2 separate regions of the Mus musculus genome follow, and region 1 is linked to region 2. A link is a contact called in public HiChIP or PLAC-seq data. All regions are on one chromosome and are shown on one strand. Each heading gives the region's core, a stretch centred on a gene start, on an enhancer-like site or on the middle of the called end of the contact. The rest is flanking DNA. Distances are from core to core; before and after follow the strand shown.

Region 1 (5,818 bases), core at 2,879-5,378, 100 kb after region 2:
TGATGCTGTGTAGACCTTTAACATTGTAACATGCACTATCTCATTTTAAGCCACTTGCCATAGGAGTGTGATTAGTGGGGAGAATTCTCATAACATCAATAAATTACATTCAGTATATTTTTCTATGTTTGGCAAAGGGTATTATTATCATTATTATTATTATGCCAACATTAGGTGGCTTTTTCTAAAAAGAGTGATTTTAGGCTTCTAAACTTGTGATGGTAAGTAGCTGGGCTGAGCTTTTCTCCTTACCATGGCTCACGTTGGCTGTTGGTATGAAGATGTGTTAAGACACTAGTGTGATGTGCCTATGGCTGCTGTAGATTAGGTTCGACAGAAAATGTCGTTAAAAACATTTCCAAGAATGCTACTGTTTTATTGTAATATAGAATTAAGAATTACAGAGTAGCATTTCGACAATATAGATTCAAGAAAATGTTAAATTTCACTGAGATGGTTAATTTATTTGAAATCTATTATATTGTGTAAACCGTTAAGTGTTAAATTAGTGTTGACCTGTTTAAGTTACAGGTTGAAATTTCCTTGTGATATAACTGACAATTGAGACTTAATTGTTCTTTGGAGTTTTTTGGAGTTCTTAAAATTTTAATTGACAGGCTGGAGAGATGACTCAGCGGTTAAGAGCATTGTCTGTTCTTCTAGAGGTCCTGAGTTCAATTCCCAGCAACTACATGGTGACTCACAACCATCTGTAATGGGCATCTGATGCCCTCTTTTGGTGTGTCTGAAGATAGTGACAGTGTACCCACATACATGAAATAAATAAATAAATAAATAAATAAATAAATAAATCTTTAAAAAAAAAAGAGGCTGGTTCTGGTTCTCTTAAAAAAAATTAACTGACTGACTTGTGGAATTGTAGCTTATAGATGCTGTAAATAACCAGGAAGTCTTGGGCATGGTTATAGTCACTTAGTTTTAAATACTACAAAGATTAGATAAAGAACTTTTAGACTTGATATCAGATACATTGTCCATAAAAGGACTGACGATTGCATATCATCAGTATTTCAAATGCTTGTTTTGTAAAAGACCCTGTTCAGAGGATGAATAGAAAAGATAAATAGAAGAAAAGTTTATAAGCTACTTATCCAGCAAAGGATTGTTATCTACAGAAAGAACTCTCAAACCCAAAACTTAACAAACCAAAAGTCCTTTTAAAGTAGACAAAGACGTTTCACCAGCAGCACTTAGTCTAAGTGAGCTTTGCTAAGTTTAGGTTTATGAAGGTTTTGTTGTTGTTGTTAATTGAATACTTTGTATGTGTGCATATGGGAGGGAGGGAGGAAGAAAGGAAAGAAAGAAAGAAGAAAGCCAGCCAGCCTCGCCCCAAGAAGAAGCACAAGAGACAGGAGTTTTGCAGAACTAGAAATGGGTGCTTGTGGTTGATCAGGAACAAGGAAGTTGAGATTAAGTGTCACAGGCTTACATTTTTTCTGAGGTAACATTAATGTAAGTATTTAAACTTAGAGCAAGAAAAAACTTTTTTTTTTTTTGCTTCATTTTAGAAAGAAGAAGTAAACGAATGTGGTGAGAGTCTGGATAGAAACAATTTGAAACGGTCACAGAGCCATCTTCCTTACTTTGCTCCTAAGCCACCTTCAGACAGTGCAGTTATCAAAGCTGGGTATTGTGTGAAGCAAGGAGCGGTGGTGAGTAGCTTACCTGTAGCTGGGAAGTAGGGAAGATGCGTGTCCCAGCAAGCTTGCAACTCAGAGCTCAAGTTGTGTGCTTTATTCTCTGAAAGACCCAGAGTGGAGAGCAGGCTGTTGCTGGGAAGGGTGTAGAGGGTTTGCCCCATGATTATCACCCAGTTACTTCCTTGGTCTCTGGGCAGTTGGGCAAGTTATGCCTATATCCACCAGCACTTAGTCTAAGTGAACGTTACTAAGTTTAGGTTTATGAAGGTGGTTGTTGTTGAATTGAGTACATGTGTGCATATGGGTAAGGGAGGGAACTTGAGCATGTATGTGCTCTGAGGTCAGAAGACAGCTCTGTCAGTTCTCCACTTCCACCTTCACCTGGATTCCAAGGTTCACATTTAGGCAAGTGCCTTTACCTGCTGAGTCATCTTTGCCACCAGAAAGTCCCGGGGAAAGAAAGAGGAGACCAGAGGTTTCCCAAGACAGACCGTCTATAGGTTGAGGCAGAATCTCCCTCAGGCTGTATGGCTTAGCTGTGGGCTTTTAAGGAGGTAAACTTTATTCCTAAATCTAAAGAAAAATTTTTACAGATTTTTTTGCTTAATTTTCAAACCTATTTTATTTTTATATGTATTTTTATTTTATATGTATTATCTTCAATGTATATCTGTGTGCCATGTATATGGAGTTCTAGTGGAGGCCAAAAGGAGGTGTAAGAGACCCTGGAGCAGTTTCCCAGTAGAAATGGTTGTGTTGCCGTTAGAGTGCTAGGAGTTGAGCCTGGGTCTTCTGGGAGACCATTCTTTTTTTTTTTTTTTAATTTATTTTTTATATGTAAGTACACTGTTGCTGTCTTCAGACACTCCAGAAGAGGGAGTCAGATTTTGTTATGGATGGTTGTAAGCCACCATGTGGTTGCTGGGATTTGAACTCCGGACCTTCGGAAGGGCAGTCGGGTGCTCTTACCCACTGAGCCATCTCACCAGCCCCCTGGGAGACCATTCTTAACCACTGAGCCATCTCCCCAACACTACTTACAGATGATTTAGGGTATTTAAACACTGATAAGAATATTTGTATAAAAGGGTATTAAACATTTTCTACATGGGTTTGCTCTATTTTGTATTTATTGTTGACCTGTTAAATATGAAATATTTGAGAAAGGACTCATGCATGTTGTAGATAGAGAGACCTGACGGGTTAATGACATTTCCCATGCTGATTTTTACCTTGTGGGCTGGGCTGACAAGAAGGGAAGAGGTGAACACCTCTTTCTTTTCCACTGTTCCAGATCAAAATCGTGAAATATCAGAGTTACTCATAAACTCTGAGAATGAGCTGCCCAAGGCCAAGACCGTCCTTCAAGGCTTGGTTAGCAGGGAAAGGGGTCATTAACCATCTCCCTTCGGAATGGGGTGTTGTTTCCGAGTACTTGGCATTTTGGATTGTGGGTTCATATTGGAATGATTAAAGGGTGATGAACATTTGACATTCTTTGAAGCCTCTGTCTGTTCTTCTCTGGTAGATGAAAAACTGGAAGAGAAGATATTTTCAATTGGATGAAAACACAATAGGCTACTTCAAATCTGAACTGGTATGCAGTCGCTTCATACATATGCCTCCAGGTGCTTGGCAGGTCACACTGCAGTGCTTGTGTGATTGTATGTTTGTGTGCCATTCTGGTTTTCTAATGGCCCAGTTCTGGTTTTAAGTGCACCCGTATTTCAGTCTATTTGGTTGTAATGCATTCGGTTAGTTATGTATTTCTTAAATATGTTTTAAGTAAAACTACCTTCAAGGAAGTGTTCCATCTTGATAGATCTAAAATTCTCGACAGCCCCACATGTAACTCTCTGTCAGAGGGACATTAGAAGAGGAGGTGTAGGAAATCCTCCAAAAGCAACATTCAGCCCTCTGCATGTCTGTCAACCTCCTCTCCCCTGCTGCATGTTAACTTGCTCTTTTCCTGTTTCAGATCACCTCTTAAGTTGTTTCTCTTGAGATAGCTTTTTCTAAAGGCAGAGTCAAAGACTGAGTCTCCCTCCTTCCTTGTTTGAGTTATGCACCATTAAGATGTCAATCCCCCTCTTCTATAAAACTGTGGGGCTTTCATATGCTGCATACTCTGAATGAGGGCATCAGAACAACTTTGTCCAGATTAGCTTCCTGCCCTGGTACATATGTTCCATGCCTGTGTTGTTCTGTGTAGGCTGTGTGTGGCTTTTGGGTGCTGGTAATGTGACCAGTGTGGTAAGGAAGTGAGTTTATTTCATTTCAAAATTAAAACCAATTTCATTTAGTAATTTAAATTTACAGTTCCTCATAGGCAGTGTTCTGTATTGGGAGCATCTTAGGGGTCAGTTATTTTAGAAAGCTATAAAGGCCAGAAGCAACCTATATAGTCTGCTGTAGACTGTCAGAGCCCATGTGCAGTGAGGAAGCTGTCTTTCCCTGCCTGAAGAACCAAGGGCAGAAAGTGGGAAGTAACAGACTAGAATGGTCACATGCATACTTGTCAATAAAATGAGGCAATATATCAAGGATAATAGAAACCAAGGTTCTTGGGATAAAAGCACAGCTTCTTGCTATAACTTAACAGACATAGACATAAATATATGTTCTTGTGTGAGTGCATTTAAATATAAAATATACTGTAGCTCCGTGTCTTAAGAAAATGATCATTTCTTCCCAAAAGAACCCAGACTTCATGGAGAAATGGCAGATTCTGTGGCCGGGCAAGAGAAATAAATGCACGGTTGGCTGGAATGTCTTACATCAGAAAGCAAGAACATGCTGAGAAAATGCTAGTCACCCAGTAGTCACCTTACAAATAGTCCCCTTACCAGATCATGGGCAGCGAGAGTATCAAAACACACAATGTTTATAACGTATTACAGTGCAAATATATATCTCTGTGTGCTCAGATAGATATGAGTAGATGGGTGGTGACTGAGCTCTTGTAGCTACAGTGAAGGAATAACAAGATGCTAAACAGGAGTGGGACAGCGATCTGAAATAACCACTCAGCACAGTGGGAGGAGAGCAGCTGTACAGGAAGAAGGCTGGCAGCACCACGCCCACCGGGCAGTCAGGTTCGATGAATTCAGTGGTGGCGAGAATGTCGGAACCTTGCGGGAGAGCAGGAAACGCACAGTGCGTCAGTCCTGTGCTGCCCCTGCTAACAGGATAGTCTGCGTTCAGTCCCCAGGTCACAGGAGCCACGTCCAAGGGAGGGGGCAGCCTACAAAATACAGTAATGGCTGTCATCTGCAGGAGTCTGTTCCTCTTTCTAGAGGAGTGAGGAACTCTTCTACACTAAACAGAAAGAGACAGCGAGAACACTGTCCCTGTAGGGCTGTGTGACCCACCTGCTGACTGGTGGCAGTAACGTGAGCACTTCAGGGTAGCATGCGGATTGCAGCAGCTCAGCTCCAAGCGGCTGTTCTTAGGCTCTTTTGTAAATTCATGATTGGTTCAGTGTTCAAGAAAGACAGAAAGGTGGGGAGAACTTTCTGGTAGAAAAACAAACAGGAATTACAAGCGGCTCATTCGGAAAGATTACGCTGAGTGTGGAGTGGAGTGGCAGCGTGCATGGCTAGTGTGTGTGTGTGTGAGTGAGGCCTTGGGTTAGAGCCGCAGCACTCCTAAGCACTACAAATCACTAAAGGTCTTCAGAAGTCCGTGACGACGCTCAGTGTCACTCAAGCTTCGGGGGATACAGGTGTGAGTGCACGGATAGTACTCACCAGTCATGAGGAGGCTGCGTCTGAGTGAAAAGCTCCCATACCCACTGTCCTCAGAGAAAATAAGTGGAGAGAAGAAATAGTATTTCTTCAAATTCTGTGTAGGTGAATGATGTTAGAAAAATCACCATTTGGCAGGCAGCTATGCCAATAATGATTTCAGGTAAGAATCTTCGATACTTGTAAGACCAGTGGGAGATTTTTGTTTTAAAATCTTAAAATCAAGTACTGCATAGATAGGCTCCAAGTGTCTCAGTAGAATACTTACTGGTCCTAGTGGTCCACCATGAACAAGTCTGCTGCTTAGTGACTGTCACTGAAACCAGAAACCGAGCTTCAGACAACAGTGGGTGTGGTGGCATGAAACTAGAGCTGTCCTGCTGCTGCAAGTCTCAGAAGGTGTTGGTCTGA
Region 2 (5,934 bases), core at 1,084-3,583:
GAAGTTCCCTGTCCCCAGGTGACTTTAGGTGTGTCAAACTGATGATAACAATGATCCAGTGCAACCGATAACTGAATGGCAGGTAGTCCTAAACTAAACCTTGAATTAGAGGAGAAAAGCAGTAATGTTACTGGGAACAGAATTGGGGGAGTGATATCTGAGTATTATGACAATGGCAAGCTTCCTGAAGTTCATAACTGCCTTTGTCATATTTTTTTAAAAAATATTTTTCTTAGGAAACCATTAGTGATAGCATTTGAGATGAAGGAGCACTTGAACATAGCTTACTCCAATTCACAAGGGTGTTTGTGTGTGTGTACATGTGTGTGTGTATGTATGTATCTGTGTGTGTCTGTATGTCTCTGTGTATATGTGTATGTATGTGTGTGTGTGTGTCTGGGCATGTGTGTCTGTGTTTGTATGTCTCTGTATGCGCGTATATCTCTGTGTGTGTATGTCTGTGCGTCTGTCTGTGTGTTTGTATGTCTAAGTGTGTGTGTACCTGTGCGTGTGTCTGTGTGTGTATGTCTGTGTGTGTCTGCGAGTATGTATGTCTATGTATATGCATGTCTGTGTATTTGTATGTCTATGTGTGTATGTATGCCTGTGTGTGTGTCTCTGTGTGTGTCTAGATATGTATGTATGTTTGTGTGTGTTTGGATGTGTACGTCTGGGTGTATGTTTGGGTATATGTATGTCTGGGTTTGTGTCTGTATGGGGAGGGGGTCATGTATGTCTGTGTGTGTGTATATATATACACCTAGCCTGAACAAGAGCCTAGCTCCTACCCCTATCAACACACACATACACACACATACACACACACACACACACACACACACACAATTGGTCTTGAGAGAGTTGCTCCATGCTGAATCTTAACCTACCCCACAATTTAACTTTACCAAGCAATACCCAATGCCCTCACATTAACAGAGGCAGAGGGGAGGCAAGGCAGAGTCCTGGTATTGAAGAACCCCGTTATCTAAGAGGACCCTCAAAGCCAGTTCCAGAGCAGCAGCGCACTGTGAGCCCCAGACACTCTGGTTCCCTATGTTTTCCTCACCCTTGTACCCACCACCCTCCACTCCACCCTTCAACAGAGCAAAGGTCAGGGACTGGAGAACATGTAAACACGGGGTCCTTAGACATTACACAACGCCATCCATCCCTCCCTCGGAAAGTCTGAGCCGTCCAGCACTGGCAACGTTTCCCTGAAAAAGAGGGAAAAAAACATCTGACCACAGGCAGAACATTGGTGATGGCACCGGCCCGACAGCATGCCTCAGCAGGCAGTTCCAGAGCATTACGTGTCAAATGTCTAGACTCGCCAGCCTGGCAGACACAGGTGGAAACTGGGTCCTATCCTTCTGGCCCTCTGCAGGAGGCACCTGTGCAGATAGGCCAGGGGCTACTGGCTAAGGGCCTTCATCCTCAGCCCACACACCCTGAGGTAGACGCAGACTCAGGCAGGCAGTCCAGACTCCCCGCAGCCTCTTAGGTTGGTCTCGCTCTTCAGTACCCACTGACTTCAAGGCAGCTCCTATCTGCTGTCCCATGCTGGGAAGGTGGAGGCAGATGGATCCCAGGAGCTCACGGCTCATTCAGTTTAGTTCAGTCAGTGAGCACCAGGCCAGTGAGAGATCCTCTCAGAAAATGAGGTAATTGAGTAATCGAGGAAGATACTGAATGTCAACTTCTGGCTTCTACCATGTGTGTATACATGAACACGTAGGTATGTACATGGAGGGAGAGAGAGAGAGAGAGAGAGAGAGAGAGAGAGAGAGAGAGAGAGAAAGAGGGAATGTATAAATGTAACCAGGCTAGAGAAGCTCCTGTCAGGGCATTTGTTGAGAAAGGTTGGTACCTCGTTTTCACATCTAACCAAGAGGGAACACTTCCTTCAGTAACCTAGCATTTTTGCTAGGTGCTGACTTGCATGGTCACCCTCGCATTGCCCCAAACCCGACACTACAGTACATCAGAGAGCTGATGAGGATCTGGGCAGGGCCCCTGCTGGCTCCTGGACCCACATCTTGCCTCCAACATGGCACCTTCCCCAGTTCACCAAGTAAGCAAGGCCTCCCAGAGAGAGTGAACCAGGCTGGGAGATTGTGTGAGCCCTGAGCAGCAAACATGGAAGTGGCCAAACTTGGGACCAGAGATGGAACATTTCTGGGCTCCACTCAGTTGACCTGCCAGCCACCCACTGTCGCTTGACCTCCAACCTGTGAGAAAGGCACAAGGATCAATAGTCTTTTCTCAGCAGAGCCCTCTGCCTCTGGGCTGCCCAGCATTCTCTCTCTGAAAGTCAGTAGAGTTTCACCTCGTTATCTTCTTTGGGTTTCACTTTCCATTTTGTAAACAATCTAGAGTAAAACCATATGCAAATATACACGGTATATTTTCCTGACCTCCTGGGCCTCTGGGCTTAATTTGTTTGCCTAGAATGTGGTTCTCAGTTCATTTTCCTTGTAGAGGTCACCACTAGGTGACCTTGTTCTCATAACTCCAATTTACGAAAACCTCACTCCAAGTTCTGCATTCTGGGAAGCCAAGCCCCAACAACTATCCAGTTCCCATCTACACAAAAGTGTGCCTTACAACAGGGGCCCCACTCCCTCTGTCCCCAAGAGCCCCTGCTTCCTGCCTGTGACTCAGAGAATCTCAGAATCTCAGAAATTCCCTAAACAAAACATTGGTGAGATTGCTTAGCAGGTAGAGAGCGCTTGCTGTGCAAGTCTGATGACTAGCGATCCATCCCAGAACCCAAGATCTGTAACTCAGGAATTTCTACTATGAGATGGACGATGGAGACCAGAATGCTCGAGGACTGACTAGCCTGGCGTATAAGGCCTGGTAGCCTGGTGCAGCAGAAACAAGGGAGATGTTGCCTCAGCAAAGTGCAAAGTGAAAGCTGTGTCCCCAAAGCTCTTCTCTGAGTTCCACATACAGGTCAGAACATGTATGCACGTGTACTTATATATAGCATGGAATGCACACACACTCACACACATATACACATACACACATAACACACTCACATATACACACATACACACACATGCACACATACATACACACTCATATACACATATACATACATACACATGCACACATACATACACACTCACACACACATACATACTCACACACATACATACATATACACATACATACACACTCACACTCATACACACACATACATACACACTCATACACATACACACACACACCACATACATGTACATATGTAACACTACTTAGACTAAAGAAGAAAGAAGACATGCCAGTTATTCTTGTCACGCCTGTCCCACACTCTGACAGTGATACTGAGCTGTCTCACATGGAATTTCTGAAACCGATCCTTCTCTGTCAAACACAAAACAATGCCTACCAATTATTGATCACTTGTCAAACACAACACTGAGTGTGTTATCCAGAGGGCTTATCCCCACAGCAACTCAGTGTGCTGGTACTGCTGCCTGCACTTGTCACCTGTGAGACACAGGAAATGATTGGTCAAAGTGGTGCTTCCCCTCTCCCGTACAGTAGACGAGCTGGATCTGAACCCAGGTTAGAATGCCCTCTGAGCCATGGCCAACACCAGAGTCTAGTTACCGATGAGACTTGTTTCCTTACTGATGGTCAAGATCAATAAGGATGTTGATCTTATTGGTTTGCACTAAACACATTAAAAGTCTGTATTATAGTTGTGTGTGTGTGTGCATGCTCGCATGCACGCGTGCATGAAATAGGCCAACCTGTGGGGAACAGTTCTCTTCTTCCACCATGAGTCCCCAGGATTAAAGTCAGGCCACCAGCTTTGCTGACATTTATCTGTCAAGCCATTTCTCTGGATGATTTTTTTTTTAAGCTTAGGTTTGTGATTTTTTTTTAAACTTTTTTTTAAAATTTATTTTATGTATATGAGAATACTGTTGCTGTATTCAGACACACCAGAAGAGGGCATCGGATCCCATTATAGATGGTTATGAGCCACCATGTGGTTGCTGGGAATTGAACTCAGAACCTCTGGAAAAGCAATCAGTGTTCTTAACTGCTGAGCCATCTCTCCAGCCCTCTGTGGATGATTTTACTGTAAAAGTTGCATACAGAATACAATACATTTACTGCTCTAAATGAACAAATAGTAACACTTTGCCATAAATTAAGGGGAAAAAAAAAAAACCTGGGCTGGTGAGATGGCTCAGTGGGTAAGAGCACCCGACTGCTCTTCCGAAGGTCTGAAGTTCAAATCCCAGCAACCACATGGTGGCTCACAATCATCTGTAACAAGATCTGACGCCCTCTTCTGGAGTGTCTGAAGACAGCTACAGTGTACTTACATATAATAAATAAATAAATCTTTAAAAAAAAAAAAAACCTGCCAGGTGGTGGTGGCGCACACCTTTTATTCCAGTACTTGGTGAGGCAGAGGCAGGTGGATCTCTGAGTTTGAGGCCAGCCTGATCTACAGAGTGAATTCTAGGACAGACAGAGTCACACAGAGAAACCCTGTCGTGAAAAAGGAGAGAGACAGATAGAGAGGGAGAAACAGAGAGAAAGAGGCAGAGACAAAGAGACAGTGAACATTGGAAAACAGTAAGCCAGGAGCGGGTGACACCCACACCTTTAACCCCAGCACTGAGGAAGCAGAGGCAGGCGGATCTCTGTGCCTTTGAAGCTGGCCTTGTCTACATAAGCTCCAGGACAGCCAGAACTACATAGTGAGAAGGCTCTCAAAAAATAGGACAAAATAAAATATGAATAAACAAATAAACAAAAAAAAAAGAACAACAAAACCTAAAGCATTAGCAGCAAAGCCATTCGCCTCTCTTCCGCAGTGCTATTCCATTCCTGGGACTGGCTGGTAGGAGCTCGGAGACAGCCTCACCATGTGGGTGAGAACTCTCTGCATACTTGCACATCCACAAATAATGCATATTTTGTCTTGCAAATCAGCATCCTGTGGCAGTAGGAAGACGGCACAGCCTACTCACTGAGCTCAGCCCTCACGCTCCGTCCCAGGCCCATGCTGATGTATTTAATCAGATTTTCTAGTTCTAAGCACTGGGCAGGGTTCCACAACCATCTCTTTTCATCCCTCTTCTAAAGGCCTTCTATTTTATTTAGTTTTTTGATATGACAAACAGCGCAGCAATGGATGGCCTTGTTCATGGCCTGGTCATGTGGGTGTGGCTTTCTCCATGGTGAGCGTTCAGAAAGGAGGCTTATTGTTTTATGCACAGCATTTTCCTTGAAAATAAACTAAGAGGACAGTGTCTAATGGGAGACAATGATTTTCTCCTAAAGAACAAGTATAAGTTAGGTCGCGTTGTTGAGGTGGCTGCAAGCAAATACCAGGAAACATGACAGCAGCAAAGTTACAGTCACGAAGTAGAAAAAAAAAATCATAGTTGGGGTCAACTCAACATGAGGAGCTGTGCTAAAGAGTCAGAGCATTAGGAAGGTTGAGAGCCATTGGTCTATCGGGACATGGCATCAGCCTCTTTGTGGACCAGACAGTGACCAGCTTGGTTCTGTCTGGCCAGACTCAAGACAGGGCATCTGTAGGTAACCTGGAAACAAATAAAAGAAATGCAGGAATTACACTGTGTCCAGAAATAGTGGGGGAGGTGGGAGGGTTATGCTTGCATTGCTCTCTGGAGACAGGATTTAGCTTGGTTTTCACCTACAACGACCCCTGGGGTGGGGAATGACACTTTAACCAGGTGCTGTGCCTAGGGTCAGAAGGATCAGTGGGTTTAAGAAGTATTGCAACAGTTCCTTTGCGTCAGCAGAAGCTATTGGAGAAGAGAGAGGGTTGAGGTGGCTTTGGTCATAGTGAAATTCTTTTCTTTCTTTCTTTTTTTTTTTTTTAGCTAGGTTCTCACTATGTTGCTCTGTCTGCCCTGGAATTCACTATGTAGA

What was found. HiChIP or PLAC-seq counts read pairs in DNA pulled down with a chosen protein or histone mark.
Region 1: a CTCF HiChIP or PLAC-seq map of CD8 T cells shows a contact between it and region 2, with 5 read pairs. The contact joins two enhancer-like sites. A contact is called at or near these places in 1 of 15 datasets of contacts at CTCF or cohesin (CD8 T cells), 15 of 484 Hi-C or Micro-C datasets (B cells, the C2C12 cell line, the CH12 cell line and 10 more), 9 of 115 datasets of contacts at active chromatin or transcription factors (CD8 T cells, cardiomyocytes, embryonic stem cells and 4 more) and 3 of 9 other capture datasets (adipose tissue, liver and pancreatic islet).

What each region holds. Positions count from the first base shown.
Region 1 is chr7:130,898,988-130,904,805 of GRCm38.p6, forward strand. It overlaps Plekha1 (pleckstrin homology domain containing, family A (phosphoinositide binding specific) member 1), which reads left to right. Exons shown (of 13, transcript NM_001346515.1): 7 at 1,530-1,673; 8 at 3,190-3,258. Among named protein-coding and RNA genes, the nearest start is that of Mir7061, 6.4 kb to the right of the region's middle. Within about 2 kb of position 4,129, at least 84 of the 459 cell types and tissues checked have an H3K27ac peak or open chromatin away from gene starts, as enhancers often do. A contact at or near this core is called in B cells, CD8 T cells and regulatory T cells, where this site is marked.
Region 2 is chr7:130,798,503-130,804,436 of GRCm38.p6, forward strand. The region is part of intron 9 of Btbd16 (BTB (POZ) domain containing 16); the gene reads left to right. Among named protein-coding and RNA genes, the nearest start is that of Btbd16, 27 kb to the left of the region's middle. Within about 2 kb of position 2,334, at least 35 of the 459 cell types and tissues checked have an H3K27ac peak or open chromatin away from gene starts, as enhancers often do. A contact at or near this core is called in B cells, CD8 T cells and regulatory T cells, where this site is marked.